Linked DNA regions of Canis lupus: region 2 is linked to region 1. The links are chromatin contacts, called in public Hi-C maps. All regions are on one chromosome and are shown on one strand. Each heading gives the region's core, a stretch centred on a gene start, on an enhancer-like site or on the middle of the called end of the contact. The rest is flanking DNA. Distances are from core to core; before and after follow the strand shown.

Evidence for each region. A called contact is a pair of places that touch in the nucleus more often than the background predicts.
Region 2: a contact with region 1 is called in a Hi-C map of skin fibroblasts, with 2.6 times the contacts expected there. The contact joins two enhancer-like sites. A contact is called at or near these places in 4 of 9 Hi-C or Micro-C datasets (blood, liver and skin fibroblasts).

Annotation. Positions count from the first base shown.
Region 1 is chr27:2,202,105-2,208,800 of UU_Cfam_GSD_1.0, forward strand. It overlaps ADIPOR2 (adiponectin receptor protein 2), which reads right to left. Exons shown (of 9, transcript XM_038576322.1): 8 at 5,474-5,667; 9 at 3,103-3,419. The coding sequence ends at 3,291. Among named protein-coding and RNA genes, the nearest start is that of LRTM2, 33 kb to the left of the region's middle. Within about 2 kb of position 2,512, at least 2 of the 20 cell types and tissues checked have an H3K27ac peak or open chromatin away from gene starts, as enhancers often do.
Region 2 is chr27:2,363,806-2,370,501 of UU_Cfam_GSD_1.0, forward strand. It overlaps WNT5B (protein Wnt-5b), which reads right to left. Exons shown (of 5, transcript XM_038576338.1): 5 at 1-3,674. The coding sequence ends at 3,216. Among named protein-coding and RNA genes, the nearest start is that of ADIPOR2, 19 kb to the left of the region's middle. Within about 2 kb of position 3,291, at least 7 of the 20 cell types and tissues checked have an H3K27ac peak or open chromatin away from gene starts, as enhancers often do.

The DNA.
Region 1 (6,696 bases), core at 1,262-3,761:
TCAACACACATTAGATTATTTATTCCAAACTCTCTTCTTTGTAAAGATTGCTGGCACAAAAGTCACACTTGGTTTTTCCAAGCTTCAGTCTCCTCATTTAGGAAATGAGTAATGCTGATCAGTTAACAGGGAGGTGGTTACAAGTATCTGAGACACCTTCACATAAAGTGTCCATTATGTTAGGTATTATACTTATAAACTTTAATCATAAATTAAGAACTGCCCCTTGGAGTCAGCTCTCCTCTCCATTCTAAACCTGGTTCCAGCTGTAATGAAAGCTTAAGAGAGGTTGAGGGGCTCCTGGGTGGTTTCAGTGGTTAAGCATCTGCCTTTGGCTCAGGTCATGATCCCAGGGTGCTGGGACTGAGCCCACATGGGGCTCCTTGCTCAGGGGTAGCTGCTTCTTCCTCTACACTCCCCCTGCTTATGCTCTCTCTGAAATAAATACATAAATAAAATCTTTTTTAAAAAAGAGAGAAAAGTTTGGGAAATGTGAGTTAGGCATAAATCCTTTGATTTGTGCATTTAGAATGGGGGGAGGAGTCTGAAAATTTCTTAAGCTTCAGTGTTTAAGCTGAGGCAATAAAAAAGCACACGACATAAGTTCATATTCCATTTGGTTCTTTTTATTAGAAGTTGAGAATACAGCGAGTAAGGGAAATCCCATGGTGAATTGAACCATCACACAAGAGGCCTTTCTGGAACCCCAACCTTCTATGATCCCCAAAAATGTGCTTTGTGGCTTCAGCATTTTATAAAGGGACAGGGGGGAAATACTGAAAAAGGCCACTATTTAATGGTGAAAGAACGAAGCTGTAGAGGTCCTAACCAGCCCAGGGCCAACAAAGAAAATTAAAAATCTGCACAGAGCAAGCCAGCCTCTGATGCTGAGAGTAAGGCATTCAGGCGCCAACCTGGTGAGAGTTCTCAGCGAGCACTGTGAAGACCAAGTGCACAGTGAGGCTGTTGGTAGTGAGTTGCACATAGACACACACATATAAATGGGCGCGCGCACACACACACCCACCCACACACACACACACACACACACGCACACGCACACACACCCTAAAGAGGGAGATTTTTACTGGACTACATATCATTGATGTTAATTTCATTTTTCCTAACAGTTTGTGCTATGTTGAACCAGATTCAGCTCCTCCTTTGGGGTGTGGGGTGACTGGGCCCAGAAACTACTACTTCTGTTGGTGTTGTTACAGGGCTGCATCTTATACCCTGTATCCCAAAATGCATGACCGAAGAGTAAGTCTGGCTTCTGATATGTGCTGTTGCTTCCATGAGACTGTCTTTCCTTCCAGATGGCCACTGACCAAAGAGAGTAATACTGTTCTTTATTCTGTCAGGCACTCCATCAGTTCACAAAAGTCTTTTGCTGGGTCCCCTAGCCTCCAGGCAGTGACTTTATCCAGAACCAAAAAACTCTTTAAGTTCTTCCCAAGTTCTACAATGGATTCTTTCTCCCAGCAAAAGCTGGGAGATTGGAAGGGAAGAGAAAGGAAATTAATGACCAAGAAAACACTACTGGACAGGAGACCCTATCCATACACCAAACACCTATTTGAGGATGCCAGCCCCCAGGCACAGGGCTTCAGTGTTTAGCTCTAAAACCCACAATCCCCAGATGTAACTCAATCACCTGAAGTCTTGGATGACAGCAAGTAACCTTAGACTCAAGTGCTATTTTGGTGGTTTGCCTATGAGCCAAGATTAGAATTCTATGGTACCTCTGGGGTATGAGTAACCTTTTTCCTACTTTCAGCAGCTCTTTAAAGATATAGCTTAAGGACTGTATGAGGCTCCCTGAAAGATCCAACTTTCTTTTAAAACTTCCCACCATGCTATCCTCAAAAACTGGGGTTCAGGGAATACTGATAACTCCATGGTGGGACTAGACCTTGCTTTACAAGAGTTCTACTGGCTTTTTTGTTTAAAGACAGCCGATATGTGTGTCACAACTAGGCTTACTAAGACAGTAGTGTCAGAGGTGCAATTCACCTTTCCTGATCCAAAGGAAGCATCCTTCCAACCTATGTAAATGAGCTCAGGAGGCACCTGGACAAGGGGAATCTCTTTTGTGGCTGGCTCCATGCCAGGAACTATGATGTCAGGTCCATTTGTATTCCCAGGAGGAGAAAGGGTAGTTAGGGCAGTGACTGTAACAGAAGGAAATTTTGGGGACGTTCCAGAGCTCCACAGCAAAGATCTGGAAAACTGTCACATTTCTGCAGATAAAAGTCACCACAAAACTGAATAGGAAGCCAGTAAGTAATTAGATCAGCCTCTATGCTAACATTTCCAGAGCTCCTCCCACTGTCTCCATTACCCCTTTGCTGGCATAATTAACTTTCCCAAGTAAATGGCTCTACTCTTTAGAAGGAGTCACTCTCAGCACAGAAAACCAGTCTCTCAAATGATACCTTAACTAGAGCCTTTATCTAACACATCCTGTCAGCCATTCACATGCTGCTTCCACTGAGAAACACATACAGCTTCCCTCTACCTCGGGATTCCCAAAGGCTCTCAAACATGAGAATGGTCAAGCAATCAATGGGCCGGGGCTGTACTTTCTGCCCCGCAGGGTCCAAGGTATGCCAGCCTTTAGAAGGCACCTTGGTGCACCAAGGCATTATACATTCTGGGGCCATCACCTGATCTTCCTACAGTCACTTTGTGCAAAATTGAAACAGTGTGTGGTACTTGCATGTTTCATTCTATACAAAAATTCCCCTCCCTCCCCTACCCCTATGTTTTAAACATTTATATAAATTCTTATTTAAACAGCAAGTTAGAAATCTTATTTACATTAATTTCTTTGTTCTTTCAAAAGAGCATCTAAAATCACATTCCCACCCTTTAATAGGATATAAATGTTCACCTAAATTGGTTTGTATTACTGATTAAGGAGAGAGAAAGGGAGAAGAACAAACCACCAGCTAAACTGTGTTTCCAATCTTCTACAAAATAATGTGACACGGATCAGAAGCCAGTTTGCCCAGGTCGTGCAAAACCCTCAATCAGGAAATCCCAATTACAAGTCAGGGTTTGGGTCATTTCTCCTTGTCTCCAAACTGACGCACTTCATCCTTTGAGGTATGGTTTATTTTTGTTTTTCTCTTCTCAGGCGTGTACCAGGTGGAGCCCCGGGGGCATCACAAAGCCCATGAGGCTGTCAAAGTTTCGGGGCTCTTCTGGCACTGGCCTCAATGGCCGGAAAGGGAGGCCTGCAGATGCTACAGGCTCTGTTCAGGGTCCCTGGCTCACGGAAGGTGTCAGAGTGTGTCCTCTTCGCTGCAGCCTCCACCAATCATGAAACGGAACTCCTGGAGGTTCGAGACGCCGTGGAAGTGAACGAACGCGCCCGCCACCACAAAGATGTGAAATAGCTGATGAGAGTGAAACTAGAGGCAAGGGGGAGGGGGGAGAAATCCATTCATTATTAAAGTCTGCTAAAGAGTCTTCACGCCATTTGTGCTGAGCAAGGCAGGGAATTTAGGTGACAAGAGCTCAAATTCAAGGTGTCCACAGATCTTGGAATATCCACTGGGCATATCACATTCTGAAGGCCAGCTGTCCCCAAGAAAGTCAAGGTGCTGCCGCTAAATTCTAACCATGAAGACGTATACACATAACACAGGAGTATCTGGTGAACTCAGGGGCAAATGGCATAAACACACTCTTGCCAACAGACTACAAAGGCCCAAGGATCCCTCTGTGCCTACCTGTGGGCTAGTCAGACGGGGAGGTTTTCCTCTCTGCTGAAGGAGGTTTTTATCATGGCCTAAGTAAAACACAAAGCTATGGCCAATTTAAATGTGCTCTCTCTCTCAGAAAAACTAAAGGGGGGATCCCTGGGTGGCACAGCGGTTTGGCGCCTGCCTTTGGCCGAGGGCGTGATCCTGGAGACCCGGGATCGAATCCCACGTCGGGCTCCTGGTGCATGGAGCCTGCTTCTCCCTCTGCCTGTGTCTCTGTCCCTCTCTCTCTCTCTCTCTCTGTGTGTGTGTGTGTGTGTGACTATCATAAAAAAAAAGAAAGAAAGAAAGAAAAAGAAAAAGAAAAAAAAGAAAAAAGAAGAAGAAATGTAAAAAAAAAAAAAGAAAAGAAAAGAAAAATTAAGGGATTTCCAGGATTAGGTAGATGATTAAAACATATGTCTCCTTAGCTCTAAGACTCCGAAATTACACAAATGACATCCTATATCAAAAGGCCAGCAAAGCTAGCCCTTTTCCTCCCTTCTCAAATCAGAAGCTTGTCTATAAGCACATGGTATTTTTTTCTGATTCAATCTGTTGAATGCTAGTTCATTTCTTAAAAGGGGTTTATTGATTGCTCAGTGAACCAAACATACTTCAAAAATTCTACTATTCTCTTATTGTCATCTCAAAATGAAAAAATACAGCTGCAAAACAGTGTTCATCAAGTAAAAAATATTGATTTTAGAGGTGCAACAAGAAGGAGCCACATCTCAGGAAATGCTTCCCTGGAAATCAAAGGGGATTCATTCTCCCAAAAAAGTAGGGGGAGAAATATTTCCACAATCAATGTCAATATGATGATGAGACAATCTCCAAAAGACAAATTAACTAATTTGAACCTGAACAGATTGCCTAAATTAGCATTATCTTCATTTTATGGAGGGCTAAATTGAACTTCAAAGACTAGGTGATCAGTTTAGTCTACAATGATCAACAACAGGTAGAGGAACAGAATTCATAATCAAACAACTCCGCAATTCTGTACCTACTGAAAATCTTTCAGGACATCATCAATTACAAAATATCCCACCTATTGGTCCCTTACATTTCTTTTCTCCTTCTCTTTCGCTCTCTCTTAACCACAATCTAGTTAGCTCTCCCTCCTCTTGCAACCAACACATGTATACACACTCAATCTCTCATTACAAATCATTGGATTTTAGTATCAAAAAGGACTTTGGTAAACAATCTAGTCCATCACCCTCATTTTCTAAATGAGGAAACTAAAACAAACTAAATGCCTTGCCAGTTCAATGTAGTATAAACGAGCATAGACTCTGATATTAGACTAGCCTGATTCAAATTCCACTCCTACCAGTTATAATTTGTTCTAATGTTGGACAAGTTACTAATCCCCCTAAGCTTCATTTCCTAATCCTTAAAATGAAGACATTAATATTTGTCGTATCACAGGACCAACGTATTAAATGAGGTAATCTGTGTAAAGTGCTCATACAGTACCATACCAGCCACCAAGTCAGTGCTCAGTAAATGTTAATCATCACTGTACTTATCGTCCTGAGAAACATAACTTAATGAAGGAGAGTTACAACTAAAATACAGGTCTCTCAATTTTTAGTCTAAACCTTTTTCCATTATTTTACTTCCCGGTCTGCCAATACACACTAACAGATATATACGTGTACATACTAACAGATATATACGTGTGCATACTAACTGCCCCCGGTCCTACTTACCCAGATATCACATTTGCCAGGAAAGAAGCGCTCAGGGATGCGGGCAGCATAGAGGGCGGCGCCTGTGATGTAGAGGCTGGCCATTAGCATGAGCCAGCCGATCTGCCCTATGGTGGCTGCCTTCAGGAACCCCTCCGCGATGACATAGTGCAAGGTAGGAATGATTCCACTCAGACCAAGGCCCAAAAATACTCCTACAATCACAAGGATAAAATAAAGTAAAAATGCACAAGACAAATGAGGAAGAAGTCAATATTACAGCACAGTACTAGTGATTCTATAAGCTGAGTATTTCAAGTATGATGCTTGTTTGAAAGGGAAAGGAAGGTTCTTCAAACTCTGAGGATACTGCCACCCCAGATAGCACAGATATGTTCTAAATGATAGATCGATTTACAAATCCAAGGAGCCTCCCGCTGAGAGAAGCTTAACAAGTCAGCAGTCCTCAAAGGGTTTAGATATGTGTTGCTAAGTGTTTGAGGAATACACAGCTCTAGGAGTTTAGACTTTCCTAAATGCTTCCTCCTTATAGACACATATTGCAATACAAAGCAATTTCACACATTTTATCTCTCCTTTAAAGGAACAGACATTCCTGGGGTTGGAGTGGCATGGACTGGTGGGGGTGGCAATGGAGGGGGCGTGCGGTTATGAATGCTCCCAGGCCCAAAAGTACCAATCCGGTACAGAAATCTATCAGAATCATTCCACCACAGCCCCACTGCCTTCAAAACTATCTACAGAAGTGTTTTTCAAACTTCTGGATATGACCTAGGTTATAAGATCAACTATGTGAATTTAGATTAGCATTTTTTTTTTTTTAGTGAACTACAATAAAATAAAAAAAAAATCACTGTTGCAAATGGAGTGTTAAGTTTTTAGAAGTTGAATAATATGACTGTGAATTTATGAGTATATACACAAATCTGTGTCAATCAAACCACCACAGGAACACCTCATATGCTACAGCCAGTTAACTGCTCCTACATTCTGACATAGGGAGTTAAAAATGACACTTAACTCTCAAAATACAAGACAAGGAGCCTGTTACTTGCTTTGGACATGACCTAATAAGGTGTTGGTATGCAACAATACATATACATGCACATACAAATAAATAATGGGCATCTGTAAGAGAAGAGGAAAATGGCAATGCCCCTCTCATAAAAGAAGGGAATCAAACAGGACTAAATAAAAACCTTTTCCTACCTCTATTCCTCACT
Region 2 (6,696 bases), core at 2,041-4,540, 160 kb after region 1:
GCGGAATAAACACAGTTTAATAAGTTTTGTTTCCCACCTCAAAGGACAGAGAGCAGACGACCAGTAAGGAAGTTCTCCAAATTAGGGTTTTGAACCCAAGTTCTTGAAAGACTCATCAGGATGCCTTTATGAACAGGAGCCTGGTCTCACCTAAATCCTAGCTGTGACTGCCTTCCTACCCTCCTGTCTACTTTTAAATGGAGGCAGTCAGACATACCTTTCTCCTGATTTTGTCTTGAAGGCAAGATGAATATATGCAAACAAAGAGCCAAGCGAGTATTACGTTACCACATTTGTAATAGATCTGTCCCAGGTAGAGGAGGGAGGTAGAACACCCAGGGCAAACACGTTCTGCTCTGTGCCAGAATGTTCTCTTCCCTCTCGATAGAAAGGATCCCCTGGATGGCTAGGATTTCTTGGTCCAGGCATTACATCCAGTGCAATGATCCTTCAGTTTGACCATGTGTTAATCATAATAAATTTCAGGTACTGGAAAATCCTGCACAGGGTCGCCCTGTGGATCATGGGCTAGCTCATCCTGACGCTAGGTCCAGTGCAGTCTCGGGACGACCACCAGCACAGGGTCCCCTCGAGGCCTTGTTAAAGATTCAGACAGTTGTCCCGCTCCCCCCAGACCAACTGAATAAAAATCTCTGATGCAGGAGGCCTAGGACTGTGCATTTTTTACAGCACACTGACATTTGGGACTTGCTCAAGATTTGGAGGCCCTTCTCTGGAAACCCAGGAGCAAGAGATCTGACTGCACATTCTGTCCCTGCTCTAACATGTGGTTTCCAAGCAGAGGTTCATTTTCTTAGGTTGGTCTTCATATTTTCCAGCCTCATTCCTACAGCATTCCTGGTTACATCGTAGACAATAGCCAGTCCACCAGGACTTAACATGTCTGTAACTATAACTACACCCCAATCTATTTTGAAGATTCAATCTTTCCTAACCTTGGTTGTCAGTGGCTGCAACAATTACACTGGTATTCAAACATGTGACTTCCTCCTTAGGTCAGAAAGAAAACATTTAAGGTTTCCTCAGTCCCCTTGCCATGACTCTGCAGGAAGACCTCAACATAATGGGGATGATGCACCTCCTTTCATGAACATGAAAGTTGCTTTCTATGGACCAGTCCTTCACAGCTAATTTCCTGAAGTTGCTAAAGATGAACTGGATTTTGGCTTTTCAGGCCGAAAAGCTCAAGATGAACTTTGAGCACCTGACATAAGGTAATCCTCCAGGAGTTACAAGGGTGATGTAGGGAAGAGCAATAGTGCCAGCCAGTGTTCAAAACCCTTATTATCGTCGATCTGTGTGACCAAGTTAGTTTGGCTAAATGCCAACTAATGAAGCCAAGGACATGGTTTGCATCTTTTGTAGGCCAGTAGGCTTCAATCACTTTCTCTTGTGGACTATTCATCTTGAAAATGCCAACCAAAGGAATCTGAGTAATAGCGTGAGGAATAGGGTGAAATAACCCTAGGTCTGATGTCCTTTGATGACAAATCAGAAGGCTCTTCTTTAGGCCCTAAAGAGACAAGTGGTATACATGGCATGATTCCAATCCAGACAGAATCCCTTTTAGACTGTTTTGAAATATAATTTGCTCATTATAACCCAAGCTGACTCCTTAATTCTACCATTTCCCCAGAAGTAGACTTTTCTAGAATAAAACTGGTGTCTCTCTGTGGGGTGACTTACTGGGTCCCCTGCAGGCTGGCCACTCTAATGCACCTGGATCAAGGTGTCCCAGGAACTACTTCCTCCCTTTCTAGGATATAACATCTCCCTTTTGGGTCATCCCGTCTCTCCTGGCTCCAGATCCTGGAGTCCGAGACTGGAGATGGCAACATAGAGAAGCCAGCAGAGTGTCCCCATCACCTGTGCCTTCCCAAGGACCCAGTGAACAGACCAGGGGGTGACCGGTGAGTTGTAAGATGGAAGAAGGGAAGGGAAACATGAGGTTTAAACCTTAATCTCTGAATTCTTTTGTTCATAATACTAATAGCTAGCATTTATGAGTATTCAACTTGGCGTTGGCCCTGGGGGCGAGTGCTTCAGTGCATTACCTTATCCTCATAGTCCTCTGTCTCTGTCTCCAACCACCAGACTAGAGCTCTAAAAAGTTTCCATTTCCTTACCCTCTTCCACACGCACACTGGGTAGCAGGGTTCTGAGGATCAGATCAAAAATAAAAGGAGACTCATGAAAGATACTCGTGTGTCCAAAGAGGAAGGGGAGAGGTCCAGTGAAGGGGGTTTAATGTCAGAGAGAGAAACTGTACATCTGGGGCAGAGATGACAAGAGCGAGCCAGGCCAGCCAAGCCTGACCAGGCCACTCATCCTGTCATTCGGGGGGTCTCCACGGTGAAGGAAGTGAGAACAGCAGCATCCCGTTTCCTCTCCTTGTGGGAGCACAGTGCAGCACTCGGACCAGTTACGCTCCTGGCTCTCTGCAGCTCGGGCACAAATATTCAGTTCGTGTTCTCTCCTAACATGTCAGGCTAATTGACCCCTGTGCTCTTCAGCGCAGGAAGCTGGTGGCAGGAGCCAGTGAGCTGTGGAGGGAAAATAATTCTCGCTGGACAGACAGGCCTGGGGGTCTGGGGAGGTGAGGGTCCCTTTGTGGTCACCTGTCAGAGATGACATCGGGCCTCTTCTCATTCCTGTAACTCTGGGTTCTGCCGGGATGCACCCGAGTGAAAGGGTAAGAAAGCACTGGACCCTTTTACGGAACCAAGCAGTATTTTGGACAAGACCCTGAAGACATGATGGTGTAAGCTGACTTCCTGCCACCTTGCACAGGGCCTCCTGGCCTCATGATGGGGGTCACAGGGCAGCCATCCAGCCAACAAAGACTCCAGACATCCAGACAAAACCATCTTCTCCATCTAATCGCCACTCGTCTTCTTAAGGCCATAGTGGGTAGGCAGTGAATATCCCCAAGTCCCTACATCCTGAGAGTCCTCGGCAGAGGGAGGGGGAGAAGCCCCTTGCCCCATCTGCCGGGAGTAGAGAACCAGCAAAGTTCAATCCTCAAAGATCTCCAGCATCTCTTAAATAAGCTTTTCCTTTCCATTTTCTTCTTTTAATTATTTATCATCCATCCATTTCTTTATACAAATATATAATAGATTTATATAGATTTATATAATATAAACTTTGTGAGGCAGAGTGGAGAAGAGGCCAGAAGAGGGGGCCTTTGCAGGCTATTTACAGACATACTGGTCAACGATCTCGGTGCACTTCTTGCACTTGACATAGCAGCACCAGTGGAACTTGCAGTGGCAGCGCTCCACCTGGACGCTCTTGAACTGGTCATAGCCACGGCCACAGCACATGAGCTCGCAGCCATCCATGCCCTCCGAGGTCTTGTTGCAGAGGCGGCCCTGGGTGCCCAGGGAGCCCGTGGTCTCATTGCGCAGACAGTAGTCTGGGCTGGAGTCCACGTAGACCAGGTCCTCAGGGGTGGGCTGGTTGAAGCGGCTGTTGACCAGCTCCAGTTTGCCCTTGCGGGTGATGCGCATGGCGGCTGCGCTGTCATACTTCTCCTTCAGCTGGTCCCCTACTTTGCGGAACTCGGCCAGCTGGAGCCAGCAGGTCTTGAGGCTGCAGGACCCTGAGACGCCGTGGCACTTGCAGGCTACGTCTGCCATCTTATACACAGCCTGAGGGGAGCAGAAAGAAGGCAATAAGAAGGAGCATCCCTGGTGGAGGATGTCAAGAGGGTGGTGAGGGGCACCTGAGGCCAAACACGGAAGGGGACTGACGCTGGGGTGGGGGGCGGGGGAGGAGTAGTTTTTCAAAGATCTTTCCAGGAAGCTCAGCTATCCTGATTGGAAGCAGATAAAAGGAGAACCACCTAGAAAAACACAGAGGAGGCAAAGTCCATGTCTGGTCAGCTACAAGGATGGTGGCATTTTGTGCACTTGCTTTGTCTACTGTGTTCATTTCTTATTATTTGAAAGTTGTTATGATAAATGTATCATCATTACCACCAGGAAAAAAAAAAAAGATATTTCTACCTTGACCAAAGTCTCAAACAAATACCAACCAACAAACCGTGTGCAGTTTTTGCATGATATGGAGGACAGTCGGGCGAAAAAAATCCAGTCATATTACCAGCCTGCAACAGAGCCTGCTGGCATGGCCCTCAGTTTGCCAAAAGCTCTCCCTGACTCTGCCAAATTGCCTAAGAACTAAACAGTCCCTTTTTCTGTGTTAATATTTGGTGATTAACTCCACGGAGTCACAGGGGCCTTGCCACAAACCACACCACTTTCAAGAGCAAGACCATTATCTTCCACCCCAGAACCCGCAGACACCCTCCCAGACACCCAGAGGCTGAGTACAGAGGAAGAGGGTGGAGCCCTGTGTCAAGCAAGAGCAGGTGTGGGGGGAGGGCACCAACAGGGGTGATTTTTCCAAAAACAAATCCACCTGAAGCCACTGAACCACGACAATGTGGAGTGGATTTGAACTTGGGCTATCCCAAATCAAAATTTTAAAAGCAAAAGGAGATCAGAATGCTGCTTTCCAAAACGCTTTTCGATGAAAGCATCCTGATGCATTGTGTCAAATGGCCTTGGCAGCGGGCCCAGGCATACAGATGGCAGGATAAAAATGCAAGCCTGCTGCAGAACACTTTCTTATGCCACAGCCATTGTCACTAACTGGGTCGGGACTCATTTTTCAAGGTTTCTCACAGATTTCTTTTCAAGAGTTCCCAGATTGTGTCTTTATTCAGCACTGCACTGAGACCACTGCAGGTGCAAGAAATAGCTTCATCATCATCAGCTCATATTACAATTGTCAAAACTCTTCCTGATTTTTTTTCTGGTGTGGAATTATTCCTATTATTTTGTGGTGGAGAAACTGAAGTTCTGGAGAGGCCCAATGATTTGTTTGGGGCCACCCAGAAGGGAGTCAAGAATGACGAGCGCTTTTGCACTCCAATCTGGGGGCTTAAAAACGGCTTACTGTTGAGAAGGAAGGAGGCTCCTCCCCATGGCTAAAGGTACCAGCTCCAGGCCCAGGGCATAAAGGAACCAACACCCCATCCCAACAGGCACTTCAAAGACGGAGTCTGCAATTACCCTCTTCTGGCACAACCGCCCCCCCCCGCCCCCCGCCCCCCGCCAGTCTGAGCTGGGGTCTCACATTCCTCTGGAAAAGGTACTTGGTGTAGCCAGGGAGGTCAGGCATCCGGTACCACTGGAAGAAGGAAACATTTAGGGCCTAAACCTCCTGCCACTAAGTGACCAATGGGATAGGATAAGCATCTCTCCTGGGAGCCAACACTTAGGGAGATTAGAGGAAAGACAGATGAAGAAGACTCCACAGAGTAAGAACAGAAGCATTAGTAAAACAAATCCAAGAGGAAGAGTGTCACTGATCTTCACTCTGTAGACATTCATTCCGGTCCTCCTTTGTGAAGAAAGACACTGTAATACTTGTATTTTTAAATATTTTATTATTGATAATATATATAAGCTCCTCTTACAGGAGAAGGCAGAAAAGAAATCCAAATCTTTAGCCTTTCCTGCTAATTGAAAAAGCAATAAAAGCTGATTAAAAAAATCTTTTTAAAGATTTTATTTATTTATTTGACGGAGAGAGAACAAAAGAAGGAGAGTGACAGGGAGAAGCCAACTCCTGGCTGAGTGGAGAGCCCAACGCAAGACTTGATCCCAGGACCCCAAGATCATGACCCAAGCCAAAGGCTGATGCCCAACCAGCTGAGCCACTGAGGCGCCTCTAAAAGCTAATTTTTAAAACATTTTCTTAGTTCTGGATCCTGCCTCCTGACAAAGCCCTAAGTGTGACTGAGCTCAGTAACTGATAGGAATGTCACAAGGATTAGACAGCTTTTATCTGGAAAATGCTTGAGCCCTTGAGTGACAGACAAGGCAATATCCACCCACTGCTCTGGCCATCAGTGTCTAAAATGGGGTTACTAGAGACTCTCAAAGGCCAAGAGAAGTTTCCTGCAAAGTATGCTTCAGATTTACTCTGTGGCCAAGATGTCAGATCCTAGGTATCCTATTAAAAAAAAAAAAAATTAGTTGGGGCGCCCTGCTGGCTCAGTCATTGGAGTGTGTGACTCCTGGTCTCAGGGTTGTGAGTTTGAGCCTCATGTTGGGTGTAGAGATAACTTGAAAATCAAATCTCTAACTGGCTGTAAAATACCAACCCAGGGAATCTGCAATCCCTGCCACTGTTTTAGTCTTCCCTAAGGAATTTTTTGTGTAGGTGTGAGGCGGTGGGAGGTGCATACCTTTGGCCTCAGATGGTGATTGATGGTGGAGGCCTGTTCCTTGGAGAGGGGATAAACATTAGAGAGGGACAGGAATCCCCCACTTGGAGCAGACAGATAAAGGCTGTGGAAGAGGTGCGGAGGCTGGGGGGAGAGGCGAGGGACTGAGGAAGGCAGGGAAGGTGTGTGAGTGAGAAACAAGGCAGATGGAAGGAAGGTGGGCCAGATAAGGGTCAGGACAAACAAACAAACAATTAAGGGCAATAAAACGAGGAGCCAGGAGAAGTGAGGTCAAGACTGTGACTGAGACGGAGCCCAGATCAGGATGAAAGCCTAGTCACCTCGGCATCTGCCACCAACGCCCCCAGGACAGCACAGAGCGGACACAGGAAACGACCTTCCATGAATTTGACCTCTTCTTGGTGGCAGAGCGG